3 separate regions of the Sus scrofa genome follow, and regions 2 and 3 are each linked to region 1. The links are chromatin contacts, called in public Hi-C maps. All regions are on one chromosome and are shown on one strand. The core of a region is the stretch at or near the end of the contact, and the rest is flanking DNA. Distances in the headings are between cores, read along the strand shown.

Region 1 (3,758 bases), core at 1,078-3,577:
TGCTCAGTGGGTTCAGGATCCGCCATTGCCATGAGCTGTGGTGTAGGCTCGGATCCCGTGTTGCTGTGGCTGTGGTGTAGGCCTGCGGCTACAGCTCCGATGAGACCCCTAGCCTGGGAACCTCCATATGCTGCAGGTGCGGACCTAGAGAAGACAAAAAGACAAAAAAAAAAAAAACCAAAAAAAAAAACCCAAACAAAAAACCAACCAACCAACCAACCAACCAACCAGAGTATCTGCATTTCCCCAGAAGGTTCCTTAGTCAAACAGTTTCTTGAAATACTACCCAGGCACCTGAACTCTTACCCCACAGTTCTGGGCAGCTCAGCATTTATGCTTTTTTTCTCAGAGACATTTCCAAACTTAACTGGCTTGGAAACATCCTCTTCAGCCTCCATCGATGGAATAAAAACAGGCCAGAAAAGAGCAAAGGCTCGAATGGAAGGCAACCAGATTTCAGTCTGTAACCTCTGGGATGTAGGTCGGCAAGAAAATGAGCTGATCTGCTCTCAAACCTCCCATCAGCAGCGTCACCTCATAAAAAGCAAGCGCACAGGGTGCCGTCTTAATACCTGCGGTCAGGCCTGTGAGGCCTGCTTTGGTACTTGCAGTCCTAACTCCGGCCAAAGCAACAGAGGCCAAAAAGGCTTTGGGGAATCTTTAAGCTGGGTGGGGGAGAGTCCTGCCCCCCTCCCCAAATCTGCTTCACCAACTGCTTTACTTCCAACTGTGGGCTGATTTCCATTAATCACACTTGGCCCTAAGTACCCTGGAACAGCCTTTCAGGAATTTTAAGGGGCTCCTGACAAAGCAGGTCCCTGAGACCAAACAATAGTGGTCTCCAGGAAAAGCCTGGATGCGGAAGGGACGTGTCCACCCTCACTCCTGGCCTTCCTGGAGACCCAGGTTCCAGGCCTGCTTGTGATCTCCCCAGGTAGGAACCCGAGTTCCTCCACTAAATAGATTTTCCTTTTGTTGTCACATTAATTTGCAACTCATTAATAGTGACAGAAGTGAGGTACTGCACCGATGTCATTTGCATATTCATGAGTGACTTATTATTAAACAAATAAGATTTTCCTATCTTCGTGAGCACCCAAAGTAAGGCTGAACAGTACATTACACCGGCCCTGATGCTTTATTCTCTCTTTAATATGTTAATAGATGCAGTTGATTTCTTTAAGTAAATACGCATCTATAAAACAACACGTACTTTATAAAAAAGAAATCATTTAAATAATAATCCATTAGCAAAGTTGGCAACAATTTAAGAGGAACAACCCATTAATACCAACGCGTGAGAATCAATTTGCGAATTTTAACTCGGCTGGGTGGTGGGTTGCGGACGATCGAGGAGGAGGACGTGCGAGAGTGTGTGCGCGCTTAAAAAAATATTGTAATGAGTTTCCGAAGACGAGCACTCGAATCCTTCGCATCTTTCGGGTGCCGGCTCCCAGTAGGTCGAAAACTGCCTGCGTCCTGGCCGGGATCAGCGTTTTTCCGGCATCCGCAGGGCAGTGGAAGGGTGATCTGAAAGCAGGCCGGAGCGCCACGTCGGCCGGGCAGCTCTCACTGTGCCCACGGGCCCCGCATGAGCACCGGGTTAAGGCGCGTGGAGGCGGGGCGGGGCCTGGGCTCCGGGCGAGACTCCCCTACGGGGCTGCGGCTGATGGCCTCCCCTCCGATCCACCCCCCCCTCCGGCACCGGTTTCGTCGTCATAGCCGGTTCTTTCCTGCCGGGGTCAGGGCGCGCTCCCCCCGCGGCGGCGCGGAGCGCGGGGCCAACCGCGCACCCTTATCTCGGCCGAGTCAGACACTCGCCGCGCGGAATCTGTTGACATTTACTATTGTTCGCAGGAGTCCGGAGCACGGGGCGGGGGCGGGCGGGCCGAGACAGCGAGAGGGAGGGCGGCGAGTGTGGGGCCTGCGGTCGGCCTGGGTGTGTGTTTGTCTGAGCTCGCGAAGGGTGAGGGTGGGGGTCGGGGGAATGCGCCGTCTCCACGGAGGACAAAAAGTGACTCGCGGGCCCGGAAGCTTCCAAGCCGGCTCACTGGCCCACGCCGGGAATTGAGGTGGTGGTGCTGGGGCGGGGGAAGCGGGGGGAGTGGTACACAAGAAGAAAGATGGGGCAGCCGGCGGTGAGGTCCGCGGATGGAGGGGGTCGGCTCCAGCCACACGGCCCCCAGTGACCTGCAGGACACAAGTGCATTTGTGCCGAGCCGTGGCGGGGATTAAAGTGCCATACGGCTCGAGCGAGGGGGGCGAGGCGGATGGAAAACAACTCCCCGCGCGCACAAAGCGCGCATTGTTCCAGCCACCTCCATTATGCCGCGCTGCAGCCAAGAGCCCGTTTCGCAACTGCCCGCCCGGCGCTCGCGCGTACACACACACACACACACACACAGCCTCGCAACACGCGCGCGCGCACACATACACACACACACACACCCTGGAATTCGCCCGGGCCGCGGCCAGGGGTGGGTGCGCTCCGCCGGGACTGGGAGAGGCCACTGGGGCGGAGGATGGGGGTTGGGAGAGGGGCTCGCAGGCGTCTTTTTCAGCTCGGCTGCTTGTCTATTCAGGGCTAGGCTTTTAAATGTCTTCTCTCCCTAATCGCCTCCCCGGCACTTCTCCTTTTCTCCGGTTCCTCGGGCCTGCCCCGAGCGCACCCCAGAACCTGGAGCTCCCCGAGAAAGGCGGCGACGGCGGGGGTTGGGGGTTAGGGAGGGAGCGCTCTCGGCCGCTGTCGCCCGGGGATCGCAGCCCCAGGCGCGCAGCGCTTGCCTGCTCTGCTGAGGACACGTGCTCGGGAGGAACCGGGGAAACGTCCCGCCTCCCTAGGAGAGGCTCCCGGAGCGCCCACATCCCGGGCTCTCCAGGACTTCCCCGGCCCCGGAGCGGGAGCTGCGGAACCCCACGCCGCACTGACGGGCCTGCCCGCAGGTGCGTGCCAAGTGGGACAGCTCGGCCGCCCCCACCCTCCCCAGGCCGGGGCCTGGGCCCTGTCCTCCGCCCTCTCCGGCCTTCACGGCACTGGATAGGCGCCTGGAGAGGAATTAAGACTTGCCAGCCTCTTAGGACCCTACCCTTTTCTCCCCTGGGAGCGGAGCGGGGGTGGGGATGGGGGGCAGGGAAGGAACCGAGACACCCCACTCGCCTCCCGTCGCGCCCTCCCTGGTGGGCAGGTGGGGAGCGTAGGAGCCCGAGCGCGGCGAGCCAGCGCGGTCTGGTTTCCTTTACGTTTACAAGCTATAAATAAACTTCCCCTTGGGCGGATGCGCGCTGCGTCCAAGGGTGGCTTCCCGCCGAATCCGGCGGGTGGTTTACGATCCCGGCCGGGAGCTGGTCCTAGCGCGGCCTGAGCCCCGGGTGGGGCGCTGGCTCGGGGAGAGCTCAGAGGTCGGCCAGGAGTGGCCGAGTGACCCTCCATCCCTTGCGGGCTTGGGGCGCCTCTGTGGTGTGGCTCGAGGGTGGGGCTGGGTGATTTATAAGCCGTCCCTTCTCCCTGCCGCTCCCATTTCACTTGTTTTCCTCGCCTTCTCCCGCTCAAACCCCATTCCCGAATCCTCGCCCCCAACCCTGCCCCGCGACGATTTGGTAATTGCCGGCTGCTGGAGCGCCAACGCAGGCCCCGGAGGCGCGCGTGTCCGCAGGGCGTGGGCGAGGCCCTCGGTGCTTTCACCCTCACGCCTCCGCCTGGGGCCGAGAGCTGGCCGGCTGAGCGGGACACGGCTGGGCGGCCGGGGGCGGCCTTGGCC
Region 2 (4,161 bases), core at 869-3,368, 150 kb after region 1:
ACCACAGTAGACAGCCCTCACTGAGCTTTTTGAGTTTGTCTGTGATTCCCAGGCCAGCCTAGAATCGGTACTTGCTTTCCTTTGAAGCCTCAGAAGGCTGCGCGGCAGCGCCGCAAACATCATTTAATTTCCAAAATGGCCAGCATTGTAACCCGAGTGAGTGTCATTGCTGGTGATGCGGGAAGGAGCACCTTGACATTTCTGGTTTGTGATTTCAAGGATCCTCATGGAAGTTATTGCTTTCATCCCCCAGAGCACATAGACACTCAGAGAGGACCAGGAATACAAAGAAATAATCTGGAGACAGCCAACTTCGAAAACGGTAGGGCCACTTTAGATGAGAGCAAAGCCAATTTTTATTTTATTTTATTTTGGCCAAACTATATCTTGGGTTACTAAATAAAAGATCCCAGTATCGTACTATTTGCAAACAAAGACCCCCTAACCGTTTAAATGAGTATTCTGGGAGCTGTATTCTCTGCACAGTCACATGCACGGATGTGTGATACCAGTGTGCGCGCTTGTGAGCGTGTGTGTGCGCATGCCCGTGCCCGCACATACGCCTCTGTGACTTCAGACGTGGAGAGATATTTACACGCTCTATGCTATGCAAAAATATATGAATCATATGGGAATCTATTTAAAATATTGATATTTTCGGTGAAATCAACAGCGCACAATCATGTCACTGCACACACGAGATCTATTTTGAAGCCCTAGAGGGGGAACAGAGCCTCTTTCTCCTGAAGCGCTGCCTAGAATCCCAGAATCGGCAACTCGCTACAATAAGCCGGAACGCCCAGAAACTACACTTGAACTAATGCCTAAAACCTGACGGAGACATACTTCATAGTTAATCTGGTTACTCGGGGTTTATTTCACAGTCAGAAGTTCTTATGATGGAAGGGGCTCCCGCTGGCTTCTCCCAGACACATGACTGAATTAATGAATGAATGAATTCAACTTACCAGAGCAGATTTAAACTGCTTACTGAAACAAAATCTCATCATTTTTCTTCCTTCCGTTTTCTTTCAAAAGATAAATACGAGCCTCATATGGATGCTGTAAGAGTCATTAATCCTTGATAACCGACTGTTTTATCTTTTGATTAAAAAAAGGCAGGCTGACTGACAGTGAGCTTACAACAGCAGGCTCATTAACAAGCCGGGTTCAGATGTGGCCTGGCAAATAAACACCCCGCATTCCATTAACCAGGCAGCACCCAGGAGCTAAGGCCTCCGTGCTCCAGGCTTAAAATGCCAGGGACAGGTAAACCGGCTTTGTCTTGCTGAACCAGCAGAAAGCGCTCAAGTTTTTTTTTTTTTTTTCTTTTTCTTTTTCAAAATGAGCGCTTTCTGCGATACTACCTGGTTGTCAAATTTTAATGGGCGCTTGTTAACAGGGACTCTGAAATATTGTGGATGTATTTGACGGTCAGCAGCTTTCTGGGGGCCCGCAGTAGGGGCTGAGCCCAGTGTATTTTAATGGGTGCCTCGCAAGCCCCGGGCGAGGGCTGCTTAAGGTGGTCCTTGGAGGTGTCCAGCCGCAGGGAGATTCGGGGCCTCCGGAGCCCAGGGTGGAAGATTGCTAGGCTCCAGGAGGGTGTGGGAGTGAGGATCCCGCAGGCTGAATTTCCTTAATATGCTAAACCCAGGTCCGGGGTGGGGGTGGGGGGTTAGCCCATCGGGCCCTCAGAGCCGCCACCGTTTACAACGCATCTCTTTTAAAGACAGATGAGGGTGCGGGTGGGAGATGGCTTTTCCCTCCCTTCCTCCCCTCTTCTTCCTCTCCCTCCTCCCTTTCCTGTTCTCCCCTCCGTTTCCTCTTCTTCCCCTGCTTCTTCCTCTGCCCCGTCCCCCCTCCTCCCCTCCCTCCCCCCTCCTCCCCTCCCCTCCCCCTCCTCCCCATCTCTCCTCCTTCTCACTCCCTCTCCCCCTCTCCTCCTCCCCTTCCTCTCCCCCCTCCTCCCCCTTCCCCCTCCTCTTTTTCCTCCCCTCCCCTTCCTCGCTTCAGCTTCTCTTCCCTCCCCCTCCTCCCAGTCTCCTCTCCCCTGCCTCCTCCTCCTCTTCCTCCTCGCCTCCTCCCGGCTTTCTCTCTCTCCTCCCCCTCTTTTCAGTCCAAGTCTCAGGGTGTCCACATGTCCCCTGTTGCTAGTGAAATGCCACTTCTCCAGCAGACTCCAGCTTGCCTGCCCGCTCCTCCCTCAGCCCCCCACCCCACCCCCACAAGCTAAGTTTGCTCGCCTGGTGGTCCGGGAAGCGAGATGGCTTCTTGGCACTTTGATCTGTGGCTGGGTCATAACACTGGGACTTAAGGGCTTCAGGGAAGGGAGGTTTAACTACCAGGGAGGAGGCAGCACAGCCCGCTGAGGGTGCAGCTGGCCCTGGGTCCCAGCTCAGAACACCAGATGCCGGGTCGTTCAGAGCAGGGGTCTTTCCCTGGTTAGTGAGAATCACTGTTTTCAAAGAAGGCCTCAAAATCAAGTTCTTGCAGGGAGCCTGGGCCTGGCAGAGTGTGTATGTGGTGTGTGTGCGTGTGGTGTGTGTGCGTGCATGCGTGCAGGGAGTGGTGTGTGTGCGAGTGCACTCACGTGTGCGCCCACCACGCTCTCGCGTCCCTGGAGACAAGGAATGAAATGAAATGCGGTGGTGGGGGAGGAAGGCGACGCTCTGCCTAGAACCGCTGGGCACCATCGTGCGTTCAGAAGAGGCAAGAGTGCTTTGCCAGTGGAAAGCTTATTTTGCCCAGCAGGACCAAAAATCCAATTAAAGAAAGAATGAGGGAAATGTGAAGTCTGGACGGAGCGCTGGCACCTCCCTGGCCGACTTCCTTGGCAGGGATCTCTGCGGAGGGGAAGGCCAATGATGGCTCTGGGGATGGCCGACCAGAGAGGCTCCCACGCGCCATAGCCAAACACAGGGGCAGCTGCCAGCGGCCGGCCCCGCCTGTCCCCACTGCCCAGCGCCACGGCCTCCCGAGAAGACCCGCCGGTGGTCCTCGGTGGCGTGGGGAGCTGGGCCGCCTGGCAGCAGTGGGAGCGCCACCCCAGCCCCGGCGGCTCTCGGGCCATTGGAGCCACCCACCCGCCCGCGCCTATTGACATCGGTGAGAATCACACAGGCAGATTAAAGGCAGCATATGGCCCCCCAACTGGAAGCCAGCGGAGCTGAACCAACACTGGCAAATTGTGTTCAAACCGCATTGAGAATCCTGGCAGCTGCACCTGGCATGGGGAGCAGCCGGCGACCTGCATACAAAGGGAGTTTTATACGCAGGGGGCGGTGGCGGCAGCGGCATTGCCACCCCCTCCCTCCCGCAGCCCACTCTCTCCTCCCCCTCCATCCGGATCTGGGCATCAGCTCTGGGAGGCGGAGAGTTATTTGTCCAGGTTTCTGAACCTGGAGAAGGGAGGCCGGGAGAGGAGCTCCTATTTAGCGCTTCAAAGCCAGGGTGATGGATCAGGGCCCTCTACTGCCCCCCACCCTGTACCTACGTGCCCCTCCCCAATTTAACAATGGCTGAGTCCCCTGGCCGTGAGAAAGCATGGAGCCCACAGGGGACAGCAGGAGGCCTGCAGCCTTCCCAGCCCGACCCAGAAGGAAAAGGTGGCAGTTCATCCTTCCCAGCCTCTGTGGGACAGCCCAGGGGAGGGAGCCTCCAACTGTCCCCCAGCGCCAGGGTGACATCGCTTGTCTCCCTCCCTCGATCTCTAAGTAAGAATCGGGAGGCAGAGATTTTTTTCGTTATCTCGCGAAAGAGCAGGAAAACACTATGTCCCTGATCTAGAGGAATAAATAAGGCGTGTGACAGAGTTGGGCGGGGGTGGGGGGTGGGGAGACCAATGAACTTGCAATAAACCAACTGAACAGGTGGGGGCAGCGTTTGCTGAGTCATCATGCAAAACGGGCTGGGTCCCAGCCCCTGGGCCATCTGGAGTGTGCTGCAGGGTCAGCACAGGATGACTCAGCATCCCTAGCCTGGGAACTTCCATACATCGTGGGTGCGGAAAAAAAAAAAATCCCCTTTGGTTCCTCCTCCTTCCCCCGGGATTGGCATCTGGTGGAGTGGGGGCAGGGGAGGTCCAGGGAAGGAAAAAATTAAAATTCTTTCACTCACATGGCTTCTGCACTTTGGAGAGAGGGTCTATGGGACCATGATTTG
Region 3 (4,122 bases), core at 855-3,354, 210 kb before region 1:
TTACAGATGCAGCTCAGATCGTGAGTTGCTGTGCCTGTGGTGCAGGTCACAGACGTGGCTCAGATCTGGTGTTGCTGTGGGTGTGGCATAGGCTGATTTCCTAGCCTGGGATCCTCCGTATGCCGTGAGTGCAGCCATTAAAAAAAAGAAGAAGAAGAGGGGAGAGTGAGAGTCCAGCCATAAGAGGGTGAGCAGTTCTCACTGCCACCATGGACCGGGAGTGGGAAAGGCCTGGAGAGCATTCCTCAGCTGGGTGCCGGGCCTTCGGGTCAGATCCGTGGGTAGAACTGACCAGGGCCTCATTCAGCCAAGGCAGGCAGAAGCCAGGAGGGGCCGGGTTCCCACAGTCATCCCTGCGGGACCAGCTCACATCCGCATCTGTCTGCGTGTAGACAGGGCTGAGGGTAGGGGGCCTATCACAGGGGATGGCCCAGCCAGTGCCGAGAGTGGAGGTCCACCGAGATGATGATAGGCTGTAAACTTGGCCTTGTCTCCGCGCTATTGTCTTTGTTTCCCTGACCCCTGCTTTCCGAGTAAGGGGACCCTGGAAATAGAACCCAGGTCCAGAAAGGTATGTGTGCTCTGAGGCCAGCAGACCCAGGACGCTGCTGTGGTGGGAGAGGCCACGAGTGACAGGGCCATCGTTGTCCCAGCTAGAACGCAGAAGGAAGGAGGAACAGCTCTCTGTCGTCGGCGTGGAGGGGAGAAGAGCAGAAGGGGCCCAGAAGAAGAAGGCTGCTTTTCTCCCCTTTTTGCAGAAGACACTCAAGGACATCGTGCAGCGCCAGGGCAGGGGCGAGCTAGGGACAAGATGGAAAATAAGCTCGCTATCGGACTGTGATGGCGGGGCACAAACGTGGCTCAGCCATGCTTTGCGGGAGAAGCATGGATTTTGGAGTCAGACAGACCTGGTTCAAATCCCACCTATGCCATTCAACAGCCATGGGACCCTAGACAAGCCTTTATTTTTTTGTAGACTGTTCCATGAGCGTCCCCAGTAAGCCATGCTTCCCAATACGTGTGCCCTCGTGGTACCTCCCACGTCGACTCTGGGTTTGGGCCTCTGACTTTCTCCGGCCCATAAGGACATTGCCAAGCATGATATAAAGCAAAGGCTTGCCAAGTGCTTGCGTGCTGAGGCTTTTCCTCTTGGAACACTCCCTCCTGGAAGGCAATTGCCAAGCTCGGGAAAGCCCAAGCTAGCCTCGTGAGAGCTAGGAAGAGAACTGAGGCAGCCCAGCTAACAGCCAGCACCAAGACCCCAGGCATGGAGCTGTCCTCTTTGACCTCTCAGCCCAATCTAGCTGCCAACTGACTGTAGTCACAGGAGAGCTCCCCGCCCAGGAACCACCCACTTCATCCACAGAATCGTGAGACATTCTCATTCATTCACTAAAGTTTGGGAGGGTTGTTACGCTGTAATAAATAACTGAAATACCATTAACCTTTCTAAGCCTCACGCTAGGAAGTTTATAATATTTGTTGCCAAAATGGGGTGATAATATTTGTTGCCAAAAGCTATGAGAAAATTTAGGATGAGCATTTACTGAGCACCTGCTGTGTTTCAGGCACTGTCATAGATGCCACGCGTACGTCATTTACAGCATCTCATCTGCAGAGCACCTATCTCTGTGAAGTAAGCAAGCGCTGTTAGGCCTCTTTTCCAAGCAAGGAGGCTAAACTCAGAGGGGTTAAGTCATTTGCTCAAGGAGCTGGGGCCCCAACCCAGGTCTCCCTCGTTCTCATCACTACGGCCCAGCAGGACTTCCCTGGCACCAGGGAATGAATGACCTTCTAGGAAGGCACCAACCCTTCCTGTATTTCAAGAACTTTGTCTCTGTCAGGATGTTGGAGGAGGGACACGGGGGCATACTCACAAGGCCAGCATCAAGTCCAAGTGCCCTTGAGGACGGGTTGGCGGGGCTCCTTTCGGTGGTCAGTCCTGTGCCCTTGGCGCTGCTTCCTCAGTGAGCCCTGGGTCACAAGGGACGACGGAACTCAGAGCAAATCCACTTTCACTTCTAGGAAAACAGCTATTGGGGAGTCAGCGGCATCACAGTCGCAGCCAAAAGGCAGCTTGTTTCTCAAGAAGCAGGAAGCACCCGGGCCACAAGGGCCCTGCCCCCATCGCTGGAGGGCCTCGAGAAGCCAGAAGCCGGCCCATCGGTCCCTCTGAGAGACAGCCCCCCTTGACACACACACACACACACACACACAAAACCACAGGGGAGGGGGCAGCTGCGGGGATCTGGCTCACAGTGGGGTGGGGCACGAGCAGAGGGCCCCGCTGGCCCAAGCAGCCTCTGCTGGGAAGCTCCCATCCGCCTAAGAACTGCTGAGTGATGCCAAAGAGGATGACAGTGGGACACTTCTTCGCCCTCACCCCAAGCTGACAGCATCACTCTCCACCCCAGAGGCCCAGGAACAACCTTGTCCTGGGGGGTTAGGGAACCCCCAGCTGAAAAATCCCCATGCCCTCCCCTTTCCTCGATTCCTCCCACCCCTTGCCCATCTGGCCTTCACCGGGTCCTTTTCGGCACCACTCACACAGCATGCGAGGTGCAAAAACACCTGATCTTAAAGTATATTGCTAGGGGTTCCTGCTGTGGTGCAGTGTGTTAAGAATCTGACCACAGGGGTTCCCATTGTGGTGCTGTGGAAATGAATCCAACTGAGATCCATGAGGTTGCAGGTTCGATCTCTGGCCTCACTCCGTGGGTTAAGGATCCAGCGTGGCCATGAGCTGTGGTGTAGGTCGCAGGTGCAGCTCGGTTCCTGCACTGCTGTGGCTGTGGCCGGCCGCTGTAGCTCTGATTCGACCCCTAGCCTGGGAACCTCCATATGCCACCAGTGCGGCCCTAAAAAGACACACACACAAAAAGAATCTGACCACAGTAGCTTGGGTGGCTGCAGGGATGTGGGTTCGATCCCCAGCCTGGCGCACTGGGTTAAAGGATCTGGTATTGCCACAGCTGTGGTGTAGGTCACAACTGCAGCGCAGATTCAATCCCTGGCCTGGGAATTTCCATATGCGGCAGGCGCAGCCATAAAAATAAATAAATAAATAAAATAATAAAAGTATACTGCTAGAATAATCTCAACTTTGCCTAAAAATTACATATATTTGAAATTTTATATATATGTGTATATTTTCATAAGTATACAAAAATGAGTGGCAAGAACTATCTGAAAATGTTGATAATATTATCGCCAGCTGGTAAGATAAGGTTTATTTCTTCTTTGTATCTTTCCTTATCTCCAACTTCTCTACAAAAGGCACAACTGCTTTTAGAATCAGAAAATAAACTACATTATCTGTGCTGCTTTTCTTTTCTTTTTTTTTTTTTTTTTTCTTTTTGTCTTTTGTCTTTTTAGGGCCACACCTGCAGCATATGGAAGTTCCCAGGCTAGCGGGTCAAAGCGGAGCCACAGCCACAGCCACACTAGATCCAAGCCACGTCTGCAACCTACACCACGGCTCCTGCAATGCTGGATCCTTAACCCACTGAGCAAGGCCAGGGATTGAACCCACATCCTCATGGATACTAGTCGGGTTGGTTAATGCTGAGCCACAAGGGGAACTCCCTGTGCCACTTTTCAATGAATGTGTGTGGCCTGGAAAAGTGACACCTTAAAACTCTGCTCATGCAGCACCTTCATTATTGGTTCACACCTGGAGTATTAGCAGTGTCTCCGGACAACCAAGTCTTCACTCAGGGTAGAGATGGAACAGGAGCGGCCCCAATCCCAAAGCAAAAGGGGCCGGGCCCGTGAGGCCTAGCAGAAGGGGGCAGGATCCGTGAGCCTGGAGCCTGCCCTGTTAGTACCTAGAGCTGCTTCCAGTCCTCCTGTGGACTGGAGACCCCGAGCCCAAGGCATTGCAAGACTGGGCTGGCCAAGTTGCCAGAATGGAGGGCCATCCCTGCCTGTCCTGGGAGAGCAGGAAGCCCTGGGCTGGAAGTACAGTTCCAAGGCCTGGCTCACACACGCCACCTGGTTCACACTGGACCCCATCACTTAGAGCAAAAGCCCTACCTTGCAGGCTGAGTGTGAATGATAGGTGGTGAGGTGGCGCTTATACAGTGCTCAGCACAATTCCTGGCATACACTGGGCACTCAATA

What was found. A called contact is a pair of places that touch in the nucleus more often than the background predicts.
Region 2: a contact with region 1 is called in a Hi-C map of epiblast stem cells, with 2.2 times the contacts expected there. The contact joins two enhancer-like sites. A contact is called at or near these places in 2 of 47 Hi-C or Micro-C datasets (embryonic fibroblasts and epiblast stem cells) and 1 of 2 datasets of contacts at active chromatin or transcription factors (skeletal muscle).
Region 3: a contact with region 1 is called in a Hi-C map of retroperitoneal adipose tissue, with 1.7 times the contacts expected there. The contact joins two enhancer-like sites. A contact is called at or near these places in 2 of 47 Hi-C or Micro-C datasets (embryonic fibroblasts and retroperitoneal adipose tissue) and 1 of 2 datasets of contacts at active chromatin or transcription factors (skeletal muscle).

What each region holds. Positions count from the first base shown.
Region 1 is chrX:35,740,055-35,743,812 of Sscrofa11.1, reverse strand. No RefSeq gene overlaps it. Among named protein-coding and RNA genes, the nearest start is that of BCOR, 150 kb to the left of the region's middle. Within about 2 kb of position 2,327, at least 48 of the 83 cell types and tissues checked have an H3K27ac peak or open chromatin away from gene starts, as enhancers often do. A contact at or near this core is called in epiblast stem cells, retroperitoneal adipose tissue and skeletal muscle, where this site is marked.
Region 2 is chrX:35,585,443-35,589,603 of Sscrofa11.1, reverse strand. No RefSeq gene overlaps it. Among named protein-coding and RNA genes, the nearest start is that of BCOR, 300 kb to the left of the region's middle. Within about 2 kb of position 2,118, at least 5 of the 83 cell types and tissues checked have an H3K27ac peak or open chromatin away from gene starts, as enhancers often do. A contact at or near this core is called in epiblast stem cells and skeletal muscle, where this site is marked.
Region 3 is chrX:35,951,648-35,955,769 of Sscrofa11.1, reverse strand. LOC110257747 (a long non-coding RNA gene) reads right to left here. Exons shown (of 3, transcript XR_002340692.1): 2 at 1,878-1,974. Among named protein-coding and RNA genes, the nearest start is that of BCOR, 63 kb to the right of the region's middle. Within about 2 kb of position 2,104, at least 7 of the 83 cell types and tissues checked have an H3K27ac peak or open chromatin away from gene starts, as enhancers often do. A contact at or near this core is called in retroperitoneal adipose tissue, where this site is marked.